Regions from separate parts of the Rattus norvegicus genome. Here all the other regions are linked to region 1. The links are chromatin contacts, called in public Hi-C and HiChIP or PLAC-seq maps. All regions are on one chromosome and are shown on one strand. Each heading gives the region's core, a stretch centred on a gene start, on an enhancer-like site or on the middle of the called end of the contact. The rest is flanking DNA. Distances are from core to core; before and after follow the strand shown.

Evidence for each region. A called contact is a pair of places that touch in the nucleus more often than the background predicts. HiChIP or PLAC-seq counts read pairs in DNA pulled down with a chosen protein or histone mark.
Region 2: a contact with region 1 is called in an H3K27ac HiChIP or PLAC-seq map of oligodendrocytes, with 8 times the contacts expected there. The contact joins the promoter of Glul here to the enhancer-like site in region 1. A contact is called at or near these places in 11 of 12 Hi-C or Micro-C datasets (the A7r5 cell line, the Rat2 cell line, Schwann cells and 6 more) and 1 of 1 datasets of contacts at active chromatin or transcription factors (oligodendrocytes).
Region 3: a contact with region 1 is called in a Hi-C map of prefrontal cortex, with 3 times the contacts expected there. The contact joins the promoter of Rgs16 here to the enhancer-like site in region 1. A contact is called at or near these places in 7 of 12 Hi-C or Micro-C datasets (the A7r5 cell line, the Rat2 cell line, Schwann cells and 4 more).

Annotation. Positions count from the first base shown.
Region 1 is chr13:68,878,039-68,882,082 of GRCr8, reverse strand. No RefSeq gene overlaps it. Among named protein-coding and RNA genes, the nearest start is that of Zfp648, 7.4 kb to the left of the region's middle. Within about 2 kb of position 1,457, at least 28 of the 93 cell types and tissues checked have an H3K27ac peak or open chromatin away from gene starts, as enhancers often do. A contact at or near this core is called in Schwann cells and prefrontal cortex, where this site is marked.
Region 2 is chr13:68,573,573-68,577,341 of GRCr8, reverse strand. Glul (glutamate-ammonia ligase) reads right to left here and starts at 1,276. Exons shown (of 7, transcript NM_017073.4): 1 at 1,158-1,276.
Region 3 is chr13:68,435,714-68,439,478 of GRCr8, reverse strand. It overlaps Rgs16 (regulator of G-protein signaling 16), which reads right to left and starts at 1,359. Exons shown (of 5, transcript NM_001077589.2): 1 at 1,196-1,359; 2 at 728-838; 3 at 4-65. The coding sequence starts at 1,239.

The DNA of each region.
Region 1 (4,044 bases), core at 208-2,707:
TGAAACCTGCACTTTATATTCTGGGGTTGGTGTGATTTATGGTCAAAAGGCATTTGAGGCCTTGGTGGTCCCCCAAACCATACAGATTTTGGCCATCACCTTCGGATGCCCACTGGTCATGTTGCTGAAGGTACCACAGACATTAGTTACAGAATACGGAGAAACCATGCTGTAACTAAACCGGAAGTTTCCTTCCAGCTCAACAGCCTTCATGGTACTGGAAGTTAACAGGGAGAAAAAATGCAGCAATGGCCTTCCCCAGCTGTGGACCTGGCAGCAAACAGTGGCTAACGTAGAGTCATGTTTGGTAAAGGCACAGAGAGCAAATGACTATAGATTACTGAGCCTTAAACAAGACTATATACCACTCTTCCATGGCTCAAAGAACATCAAGTCAAAGAGGGTAGAAAGGCTGTAAGAAGTCAAAGGTGGGGCTGAGGGCAGTGAAACTCTCTTATGGGCACATCATGGCCAAGGCACTCCTGAACTGACAGGACGCAGTGGTTCCTCTGTAAGCCTGCACAAAATAAAGCACATAAAAAGTTCATAAATGGGGAGGGTCTCATGGGTCCTCCATCCTTCCAGGGGAGCTCATGGCATCTGGGGATACTTAGGGAGTGTCGTTGTTTTTAGCCATGTATCCACCAGTGAGTTACTCAGGAACCAGTGGATAGCTTCGAATCCATGCCCATGGCAGTGGCCCTGGCTAAACTCAATGGGTCATAGCACAAAAACAACAAACAAACAAAAAGCATGAAAGTAGGATAGAACCTTGAAGATGGGGGAGGGGGATCCTAGGAAAATGGAGGGAGGAGGGAATTAAGGAAAGAGATGAGGGAGACCTGAATGTGCTATATTATATACATCTATGAAATTATGAATTAATAAATTAATTTAAAAACAAGAGCGCTTGAAAAATCAACTCTGTCAACCCTGCTGCACAGAAGTATAACGGGAGTGACTAATTATGATAATTGGAGGTTCACTAGGTCCACCTATCACCTAGAATCTACATTTCAACCAGTTCCCGAAGATTCTGAAGCATGAGTCACGTCTGCACCAAGGAGAAGCCAGATACCAGGCTGGCACGTGGAGGTGCCGGGTCATGTCTTGCTCTGCAAGGTTTGCCTGCTGGAAAACTCAGAGCCACCTGCAGGCACTGCCACATAAACGTAACACAGTAGACGGTAAAGACAGAGGAATAGCTGGCTTTGCCTGAGCTTTGGGAGTCTTCCCATAAGAGAAGGCTTTTGCACTGGCTTTTAAAGAATGAATTTGGGGGGTGGGGGTGGGGCACAGACGAGGACATTTGTCTCCCTGCTCTCAAATTCCTCCGCATCTTTTCTGGTTCTCATTCACCTTCCTCCAAGAGCAGGATTTTCTCGCCAGACCAGCCTGGCACCTCCTGACTCCCGATACTCGGGCTCCCCCTGTGGCACACAAGAACACCACCCCTGGGATTCTGGCTTCTGGCACCACAGCTGAGAAATCTCCTGGCTTTTCAGTCTTCCCAGGTCACACCACCTACAGACACTGGCAAGGGTACAAGGGGCCTTTTCTTTCCAAGGCCCCCATCACGCCCACATGCCTCTCCTCACAGCTGTCTAAGTCGACTGCCTGAACACAGAAGCAATTCACAGAAGAGAAGGAGAGGCAGGCGACTGAGGTTTCCATAAAAAACACACCCCCCCCCCTTCTTCCTCTCTCAACCGCTGCGTGCGGCACGTTACCGGAGAGGGCCTCTCTTCAGCCCGCTCTGGCTGTGGGTATAAAGCCAGGTTTCTTGAAAGAAATTTCCTTTTCTGATGTTGGACTTCTCTGAACATGTGGGTTTTCCCGGCTAGGGTGAACTGAGGCCACATCCAGCCTCACGGCACAGCAGTGAGCTTGCTCGGTACAGGGCAAACGCTCAATAAGTAACAGCTTTGTGGCACTGGAGAGCACACATGAAGCACCATGGATAAGGAAAGAAAAAAGAAGAAAGAAAGAGACGGGGGAGGGAGGGAGGAGGGAGAGACAGAGAGACAGACAGACCCATTGCCATCTATGCCGAGACTCCACTCAGCAGTTAATGGTGTTTGTGGGACTCTCCACATATGGCCCCCAAACTAAAAGTAATGTCCGGCCACATGCGTTCTACTGTGTTCTATTGCTAGCAGAATACACCTGGCCAGTCCTTTTTCTAGTTTGGATGTTCACTAGACCAACAGTGTTGGCCTTGATTGATGGTCACAGCGAGTAGGCCCCACAGTAATGGCACCGTAGCATCTACTGTGTTGGAGAGGCAGACTTCTGTCTCTGGTTAAAAACGTCATAGGAAGCAGTCAAAAATACAGAGTTTGGGCACAAGGTGTCAGTGAGAGACCAGTGCTTCTGAAGGAAAGAAAGTGGGTGGGATGTGGGCAGAAGGTTAGCAGGATAAGCCTCAGACAGCCCTAGCAGGAAGTTTTATAGCAAAAAGGCTGCTGGCAAGAGGGCTCGGCATAGTCTGAGAGGTGAGAATGTTCCAGAATGCAAGTCAGGAGAGACAGGGAGGATACAGAGAATGCGATCCTGGAAGACACCTCTCTGAGTTGAGGCAAGCCTTGAAAGGAGCAGAGGGTGTCTACCGACCACATCCCCTGCCCGGGTCCACACAGTGGACCTCTTGGGTGGAAGATCCCGGTAGCATAGCACCATGCGAACGTGACCTCTGAACCCAGGAGTGACACCTCACAAGTGTTCTCACCTCACAAGTCAGCCCAGTGGAGAGGCCGTTGTCATGGCTAGGAGGCTTGTCCTGTCCCTCTTAGTCCATTTTTCTCATTACAGGGATCCCTCTAAACATGCCCTTACCAACCCGCCCCTACCCTGTTTACTTTACAAGGCCTCTACAGTCCACTGCCATCCCCCAGTTAACTGAACAGGCCATGGAAATGAACTCCATATGGCAGCCTCCAGAAGATTCTTATTCAGTTCTCTGCTCAGGCTCTCAGCTGCCACCAACTGGGTGGCCCCTCCCTTCTGAAAACCCCTCCCTTCCTCGACCTCTCTATGCAAAACTACACTTTCCTTCATTCTCTATCTCTTCTTAGCTCTCAATGTCTGCATCTGCTGGAACCTGTCCTAAGCACTCCTCTCCTTTCCCTTCTTCCTCTCGCTTCTTCCTCTTCCTCCCCTTCCTTTTCCTCCCTCCTGTCTCCCTTCTCTTCCCTCTCTCCCCTCATTTCTCTTTACACTGTTTCCACATTATCTCATCCATTCCCATGGCCTTAAATTCTGGCTCTATTCTAAAGACTACCAAATATACATCTCTGGGTTCTAAATTTGTACATTCCACTGCCCACTGAACTCATTAACATCCTAAACTTAACCATCTCAAAACTGAATTTCCCAAAATCTCCCAGACATTGCTATCTCAAATAAATGTCACCATCAACAATCAAGTTGACTTAAATTTAGGAGTCATCCTTCCTCTGTGGTTTCTCTCACCCTCCTAGCTCATGAATCAGCACAGAAGAGTCCTGGCCTTGTTAGGGTTTTCTCTATTGCATTAACCACGGTGATCTTTTTATTTAAATCATGAATTCATTCAACAAACATGTATTGAAAACTTGTTATGAACAACTGTTTCAGAGTGTGGGGATACAGTGGGGGATAATATATAGATAAATAAAGGAAGGAAGGATGGACTGAAGGAAGGAGAGAGAGAGAGAGAGAACGAGAACTAAGGAGATTAAGCCATCATCTGTGCTTGCATGAAGTTTACAATCTTGCCAGGATCAAAAGCAGACTGAAGAGTCCGATAGAGGGCGATAAACCCATGAAGTGCCATAAGGGAGCATAGAAGAAACAGGAGAACGGGGTGAGAGCAGGCAGAGGATGAAAAGGAGGGCCGCTGAGTGGGGCACACTCAGCAAAGAGCCAGAGGAGCGGAAGAAGTGAGCCACAATGCTCTGGAGAGAGGGAGGGTATTCCACACAGAATGGGAAAGAACAGCCCAGAGTTTAGCTCTTTCCAAGTCAGTCCTTATAACTCACAGGCATCGGGCATCGCAGCTGGGAA
Region 2 (3,769 bases), core at 27-2,526, 300 kb after region 1:
GAACGGGTTCTTAAGATTCTGAGTAGTTTCTGCTTGTTGCCAGATGCACCCGGGTCCTTCTCCCTGCCTTTTTACTCACCCCAGCCAATGTGAATCAAATACATTGAGGTTGTACTCTCTAATCCTCCTCTTTTTAGAGTAGTGTTCGTTCCTCTCCTCCAGCTCCATTTCTCGCTGGTCTAAGCAACGCTGCTTTCTGGGTGAGGGCGATGGGATGGGGGACCCAGATCGTTCGGAGTGGGAGGTGCTGGAATAAGTAGGCTGGTGGGATTTAACCTTAGCCCTCGACTTCTCCCCGTTGTTCACAGAGTAGGCAACGAAGCCGAAGGTATTAGAAGGGGACTCTGAGAACCGAGACTCTCCATCGTCTATGTCTTCAGCCGGTGCTTTCTTTGAGTATTTGCGGTTGGGGGAGGATCCCCGCTTCCCGCCCCCGGAGGAGTTGGGGTAATCCACTTTGAGAAGCAGCCCTTCCCACTAAAATAACCGGAAAGTCGGCGCCCCGACTCTCGGACCCCCGCAGATCTCAAGGCCTCTCCCAAGGGGCCATACCCCGGCGAGGACAGAGGCCGGACGGCGAGAGTGGAGCGACGGCGGGAGGCACAGCGTGCTGCTGCTGCCTCCGCCCGGCCCCGCCTCTCCACTGCAGAGCCCTCCGGCCACTCCGGGGTCCCGGCTCTCCATTGTTCGGTCATACGGTAAAGGCGTTGCGTGCTGGCGAGTGGTGCCACCAAAGCTAACGACCACCAGCCTCAACCAGACCACCCACAGCGTGACAACTCACCCAATCGCGCCGCCCAGAGAGGATCAAGGCGCCGGCGCCCACTTAAGGCAAGAAGAGCGCACTCCCGCTGGGACCACCGAGTCGCCCCGGATCTCGGCTTGGTAGCCAACCCAGGACGCCCGCCTCCGGGGCGGCGCCTCCCGCCTCAAGTAAAAAACAGATCATAACAACCCGCAACCCCGCCCTTCCCGGAGCCTGGCTCACAGCGCGCCCTAGGAACGCCAAACAGAGCCGGCCCGAGCCGCACGCTACAAGCACGCGGGAGGCACGAACGCTGCATCCCGCGCCAAGCAGCAACAGACTGGAGCTGGGATGTAGAGTGCGACGCCACAGCCCGGGTGGCTGTGCACCCCTGGACCCTCCGTGCGCTTACCAGAGCGGTGGCCGGCAGGATGATGGATGGGTGGACAGGCCACGAGAACGAGACGAAGAGCGGAGAGGAAATGGGTGTGCTGCTCAAACACTCCGCCCTACTCCCATTCTCGGCTGTGCAGGGTTGCGGGCTGCTCAGTACTTTTTATTGGCAGCTTGTGCCCGCCCCCAGGCGCCCTGATTGGCTGGCCTAGGCCTGGAACCCCGTGCCCATCAGTTGCTGTGCACCGGGGCCCTGAGACCATTGGCCCAGGAGCCGTGAGGAACCGCGGGGTGGGGCGAGCGACCCAGAAGAAAGAAAGAGAAAGGGGAATGGGGGAGGGGAGGCAGCGGCGGCTGGGGGGCCGGGGCCGAAGGTGCTGTGCGCCTTTGCAGCACGCGTTCTTTAGCGACCTCTGGACCCTCGGACCCAGGCTGAGACTGTCTCAGCGTCATTTGGCCTTGGTCCTTTGCTACCTTAACAGTACAGAGGTTTTCGGAGAGATCTGTCGGTGAAAATCCAGAACCCCAGAAGAGAATTTTACCCTTTGTTGAGCGAGCCAGAGACAGACAGGATTCCCGGAACCTGGAGGACCCCATCTTCCTGGCTTCCTGACTGGGTTTGGGGGATGTGATCAGGCTGTGATTTCACGGTTTAAACACAAGTGTGACGTTTCTATAAAGAGGATTTTTGAGGACCGTAGACTGACTGACGTTGCCTTGTGTGTCTCGCAAGTCTCTGAGCCTCTCAGTGCCCGAGTTCCTTAGATCTGCAAAATAAAGCAGATGGAAGGACTTTCAAAGCGGTCCACCAGACTTGAAGTCAGGATGCAGACCGTGTGCTAAAGAGTGGTGGTGGCACATACCTTTAGTACTAGCACTCAGGAGTCAGAGGCTGGTGGATCTCCGGAGTTCGGGGCCAGTCTGGTCTACAGAGGGAGTTCCAGGACAGCCAGGGTTTCACAGAGAAAACGTGTCTCAACAAACAATAAGAAAGCAAGGGAAGAAAGAAATCCCTGCTTTTGCTTCTTGTTTGTTTTTAAGTATGTGGGGAGCGGGGCGGGGGGGGGGGGAATGAGTTTCTCTTTCCTTTCTTAACCCTGCAGTGTTGGCTGAGATAATGTGTAAACACTATGAGACAAACTGAAAATGTGCACAGAAATTACCTGTAAAAATAGACGTGGCCCATATATTATTAATGCCACGTTCTGAGCAATCTGTGTCTAGTACATGAAATCTACCTCATGTCCGGTCTTTATTATATGTTTTCAGGAGCCCTGGTGTTTGAGATGGAGATTTTCTAACACCAGAAATCCATGCTCTTGGTGCCTTTGGAAGAGGAAGGGATGGAGTTTGTTCTTCTGGTTATGTTTTGCACCACAAATATGAAAAAGAAATGTTGCCTGTGACCACACACACATAGCTCGGCCTCTTAAGTCAACCTCTGTCAACTCCCCTAAGTGTGTCTAACACTGTGGCTCACAGAAGCTGCATCCACCTCAAACGGGCTTTTTGGTATGCTTTGGACCAGAAAGACACCTTGCAAATCCAGTGTCCTATTCAGCTGTGTGAAGCGTTCTACTCGCACGGCGTTCGGCAGCGGGGTTTCACATCAGGCAAACCCAAGTCCAGATTCGTACCTCACCTCTTGCCACCTTGATTAATAGCCAAATTAATAACTACCCAAGCTCTCTTAGCATTTGTAGCAGTGGGAACTGGACCATGAAGAGTATTAGGAAAACACTGTCACCTCACAGGGCAGTATAAGCTGGAGAGACTGGATCATTTCTTTCCATGGTTAGTCTCTCTCTGTGTATGTGTGTTACTTGTTGCATCCATGTACATAGAGGTCAGAGGCTGACTTTAGGGTGTCGTCTTCTGTCACCCTGTCACTCTCCACTTTTTTTTTGAGACAGGGTCTTTCATCGACCCAACTTATTAGACTGGCTGTCCTGTGAATCCCAGGGATTATTCCAGAGCTTGAATACGTTACCTGCATTGCGGCTGACTTTTTACATGGTTGCTGGGAATGGACTCGGGGGCCCTCAACTGAGCCGTGGCACTGGCCCTGCCATGCCCACTCCTGAAATGCAGCTTCCTGCCTCCGTATCACACTGCGCCACTATTTTTTACTTAAGGAAGTAAGGGGTAGACCCAGCAATGGGGTCAACTGTCTTCCCATTTCTTTTAACTCTTCAGCTTGGGGGTTGGGAAAGGCATCATCAGCAGGGAGAGATGGTGTTCTCATGTGAGAAGACAGTGAGTTTCAGATGGCAGCTTCAAGATATCAAACAGAGTAGCCTTCAGCAGTCTTCACCAGGGTCCAGAATGAGGCCAGGGGAATCTCAGTAGAAAAGGTGAAAACCCTGAGCAAATGTGTTGTTTTTCCTGGGTTTCTTGCATTTCCGCCACGGGAGTGCTGGCTTCCCTTCCTAGACACGTTAACCTCTTTTGCTGCTTATTCTCCTATACCCCACCCCGCCCCCAAACAGTTTCCAGACTGAGTGTTCGATAAACACAAATTGACCACACAGAAACAGCGGCAGCATCAAGAGAACATTTGCTCTGTTTCCAAGAATAGAAGCAGGCTTGCTTTGATCCTTCCATGTGACCAGGAACATCTCATGTGACCAC
Region 3 (3,765 bases), core at 110-2,609, 440 kb after region 1:
TACTTTTACTGTTCAGCAGTGACTGGAAAGACTCTCTCCATCCCAATACATCTTCTGAGAAACTTCTGTCAGGGGGGGAGGAAGGGGGGAAGCAGAGATTTTTAAATTCATTAAAAAAAAAAAAACCAACAACAAACAAGAGCATAGCACACATCCTAGGGTGAAGTTGTTGGTTGTCAAAACAAACCCCTCAAACTCCCGTGAAACAAGCAGCGAGTTATATAAGGGGCATCTGGACATTCAGCAACCCTTTAGTCCCTCAGCCAGTATCCCTAACACCCCCTCTTCTGTAAGCAAATGGATTCTACTCCCAAGACTCTCAACTTTGGTTTGCACACCTCTCCAGTGAAGCAGGAGGCTGGGAGAGCCTAGCTACCTGCGACCCCAAAGCCCAGCATAACACCTGGCATCTGGGCAAGATGCTCACTAGACGGGAGCAGACCCTGCCCTAGCCCTGTATCCGAGTGTTCTGACATCTTGAGATAAACAGGAGTGCATGTCCTGCTGGCACACATCTGCTGGGGTTAGCAAAACCTGGACTGTACCAGACTGTACCACCTCCACAATGGAGCTCCGCGGCTACAGCACAGCAGTAAAGTCTCACTAAAATCTCCAGAGAGGCTTAGGGCCACCTAGCTCGTCTGCTATTTTCCCTCTCAGGCCTCCCCCACCCCACACCCCACCCCCGACCCCCGAACCCTTGGACTGGTCAGACCATAGAACTTACCTCTCTTTGCTAAGCTTACTGGCCCACTCGAATTTGCCGTTACCCCCAGTATCCGAGCTTAGCTCTGATTTATGAAGAAAGATCCCCAGGCGTGTCTTGAACTCTTTGGCTCTGAAAGACAACAACAGCATGTAAGGATTCTGTTTGCTCTGCCAGCACAGGGACGTTTGGGCCGGGGTGGGAGGGTGCGGGGTGGGGGCGTCCCACAAGAACTAACTCCATCACCCCAAAGTTCAGTCTCAAGAAACTTGGGGACACTCGGCCATTCCCAAGGCCCTAAGCCCTTCTCTCATTGGTGTCTTGGAGTTCTAGTCCATAAAAAGGCTATGCCCTGATAGCTCTTAACACTTTGGGGTCTTTATGGCACTGCAGTCCCGCCTCGCTGTCCCCGTTTCCCCGCGTTCCCAAGGCTGAGCGTTGGTGGATTCCGGACTTTGTCGTCCGGACCGCTAAAAACAATTCTCTTACCTTTCCAGGCAGGTGTTAGGGAAGGTGGCCAGGGTGCGGCACATGGTTGCGGGCTCAGGGCAGCACGTCGTGGGGAGGATGGTGACGGACCGGAGGGCGAAGAGAGAAAAGCGAGGCTGTAGCAAGTTCTGACCTGCGCTGATGGGGTCGGGAGAGCAGCACGCGCCCGGCCCGTGGCTACTAAGTCTTTTATCCCCTGGGGGCGGGGAGGGGCCGAGCGTCGCCGACCAATAAGAGAGAGGGGCTGAGCGTAGCGAGGGAGGAGGCGGGGCGGGGAGCCAGATGGGGTGGGGCGTGACTGGCAGCCCCCAGGACCTCCTCCAGAGCTCACCGGGCTGTCCCCACCTCCGAGGTCAGAGACTTGGGGGGCCAAGAGAGGAGGAAGGCTTGAAGACCAGACATATGCCCACAACTTGTCAGGAAAACAACAACAAAACAAACAAACAAACCCCGCCGACCTCTAGTAAAAGCAGGAAAACAATTTAAAATGACAGGAGGGGTTTTGTATGGGTGGCGAGTGCACGCACCCGGAGGACAAGTACACGGGGGTTCATTCCAAGAAAAAGTACATCACCATTATCCTGCGCTCTCTCAGGTCAGAACAGGTACGGTTCCATGGGCGCCGCAGGTGATGAAGGATCAGAGGATCATTAAACTAAAGACTTGGCCAAGATCAGCAGACACGTGCGGAAACATTTACTTAACACAATTATAGCAGAAATCTTTGCAACGATGCTTAAAAAGCCGCATTGCTCCGCGCTCTGTAGTTAGAGGGTAAGTCTTGGTGCTTCAGTTCAGCTTTGAATGTACCGGCGTTGCTCCCACTGGAAAACAACAGAAACAGCTCTGTAACTGGTAAGTCATCCTGAAGCTAAGCAACTGTTCAGCTCCACACCATCCCTTGTAGGCGCCATAGTCTTCCCTGCTGTCCCTCAGTAGCTCCCTTTGAGACTGCTGCTAAGAAGCAGCAGTGAGGTTAAGGGGTAGATATTTAGGGAGCTTCAAATCATGTTTCTGCTGTGTAATTATGAGAGACCTTAAAGGCTTTATCTTTCCAAATGCTTCCATTTCTTTGGGTCTAGGGTTTAGAAGCCACTCTCTCCGGGTGAGTTCACTGGCCCCAAGGATTGAAGCCAGGGGAATCACCATGGAGAACAGGTTGGGGGTGGACAGAGAAAGGGCACTTGAGAATATCCGTTCATGGGGGAGGGGGGAGAAGACACCAAAATGCCTGGGTTATACAGAGAAGAGCCACTGGGAAAGAGCTGCCCAGCCCCTGGGTCGGAAAGTTCAAGGTTGAGGTAAAGACTGAAGGATGCTGGGAGAACTTAGAGTCCAAGTCTGCTTTGATATGTAAAGGGGTTTACCCATCCAGCCCAGTCCAAAACCAAACATCTGGGACAACCGTTCAGGTTGAGGACTCCCCTCGCTGAGCCAGGCCCTATGACGTGTGACCTAGTGTGTCAACCTGGTGCATGCTAAAGAACCATTTGAAACCGTTCCCAAACTCCCACGTTCTCAATGCAGAACCAAGGCAAAAGGGGACCGGCCCATTCCCTGGCACACTTCTATGTCAGATACAGTGAACACCAAATCCACATGCCCATCTTGCTAAGCTCAGCTCTTGAGGGCTTCGTACCACACAGCCCCAGGGCTAGGCTGCACGGTGCTGGGCAGTGGTGCGTAGGCAATCTGTGGGCGGATGCCTTGCTGAGCAGCTTCATCCACACGGAGCAGTCAGCCAGCCTACCAGGCGTACCTTCTGGATCTGAGGGAGAGGTGCTGAGCCGAGTTGAAGGTTTTGCTTTGCCTGGTGTTCCTCATACCCACAGACACACGTTTATCACACAGCTGCCAGGCATAGATGTGGGTGTTGACCAGGGCACAGCCGTTCTTCATGTGACACGGATGGATCAAACTCTAGTCTCACCGGCACTCTCACCCATATTGGAATCAACCCAGACACAGCCACGTGACAACAATACTGACTTGTGCAGAGGATCCATGCAAGCCCCCCTCCCATCCATTCTGCATCCTTGTGAGGTTTTTAAGGAGGTTTTAAATTTCCATTTCATAGGCAACAAAATAGCACGGCCTAAGGCGTTCTTCATTAAATGCATCCAGGCCGAAGCCAGGGCTGTCTCCAGATTCCTGGACTAGTATGTTCTATTTGACAAAGCAAGCGGAGACAAAGGAATTGATACGCAACCGCAGATCTGAGAGCACACAGCTCCCTGCTGGGGATGAAGAGCCCTCCTCTGGGTTCAACTTGCCTTCCCAGTTGCCATGGTTACCTCTCCAGTTTCCAGACAGAAACTTTTTGAAGTTCACAATGTATCCCGAATTCTCTTCCCAGCGGGTCAGTTCCTATCTGTGATTTCAGAAATGCGATTGACTCCACGGTTGCTGTGAATCTAGTCCATTAAATGTGCTTGTGAATTGCAGTGGCTTTGACAAAAAACCTGACCTCATTTTTGCCCAGCACGGCCAGCACAGCTGCCATCTCTTTAATGGAGGGTGTGGGGACAACAGCTTTGTGGCCTGGGTCATCTGGGATCAGCAATCTGGGC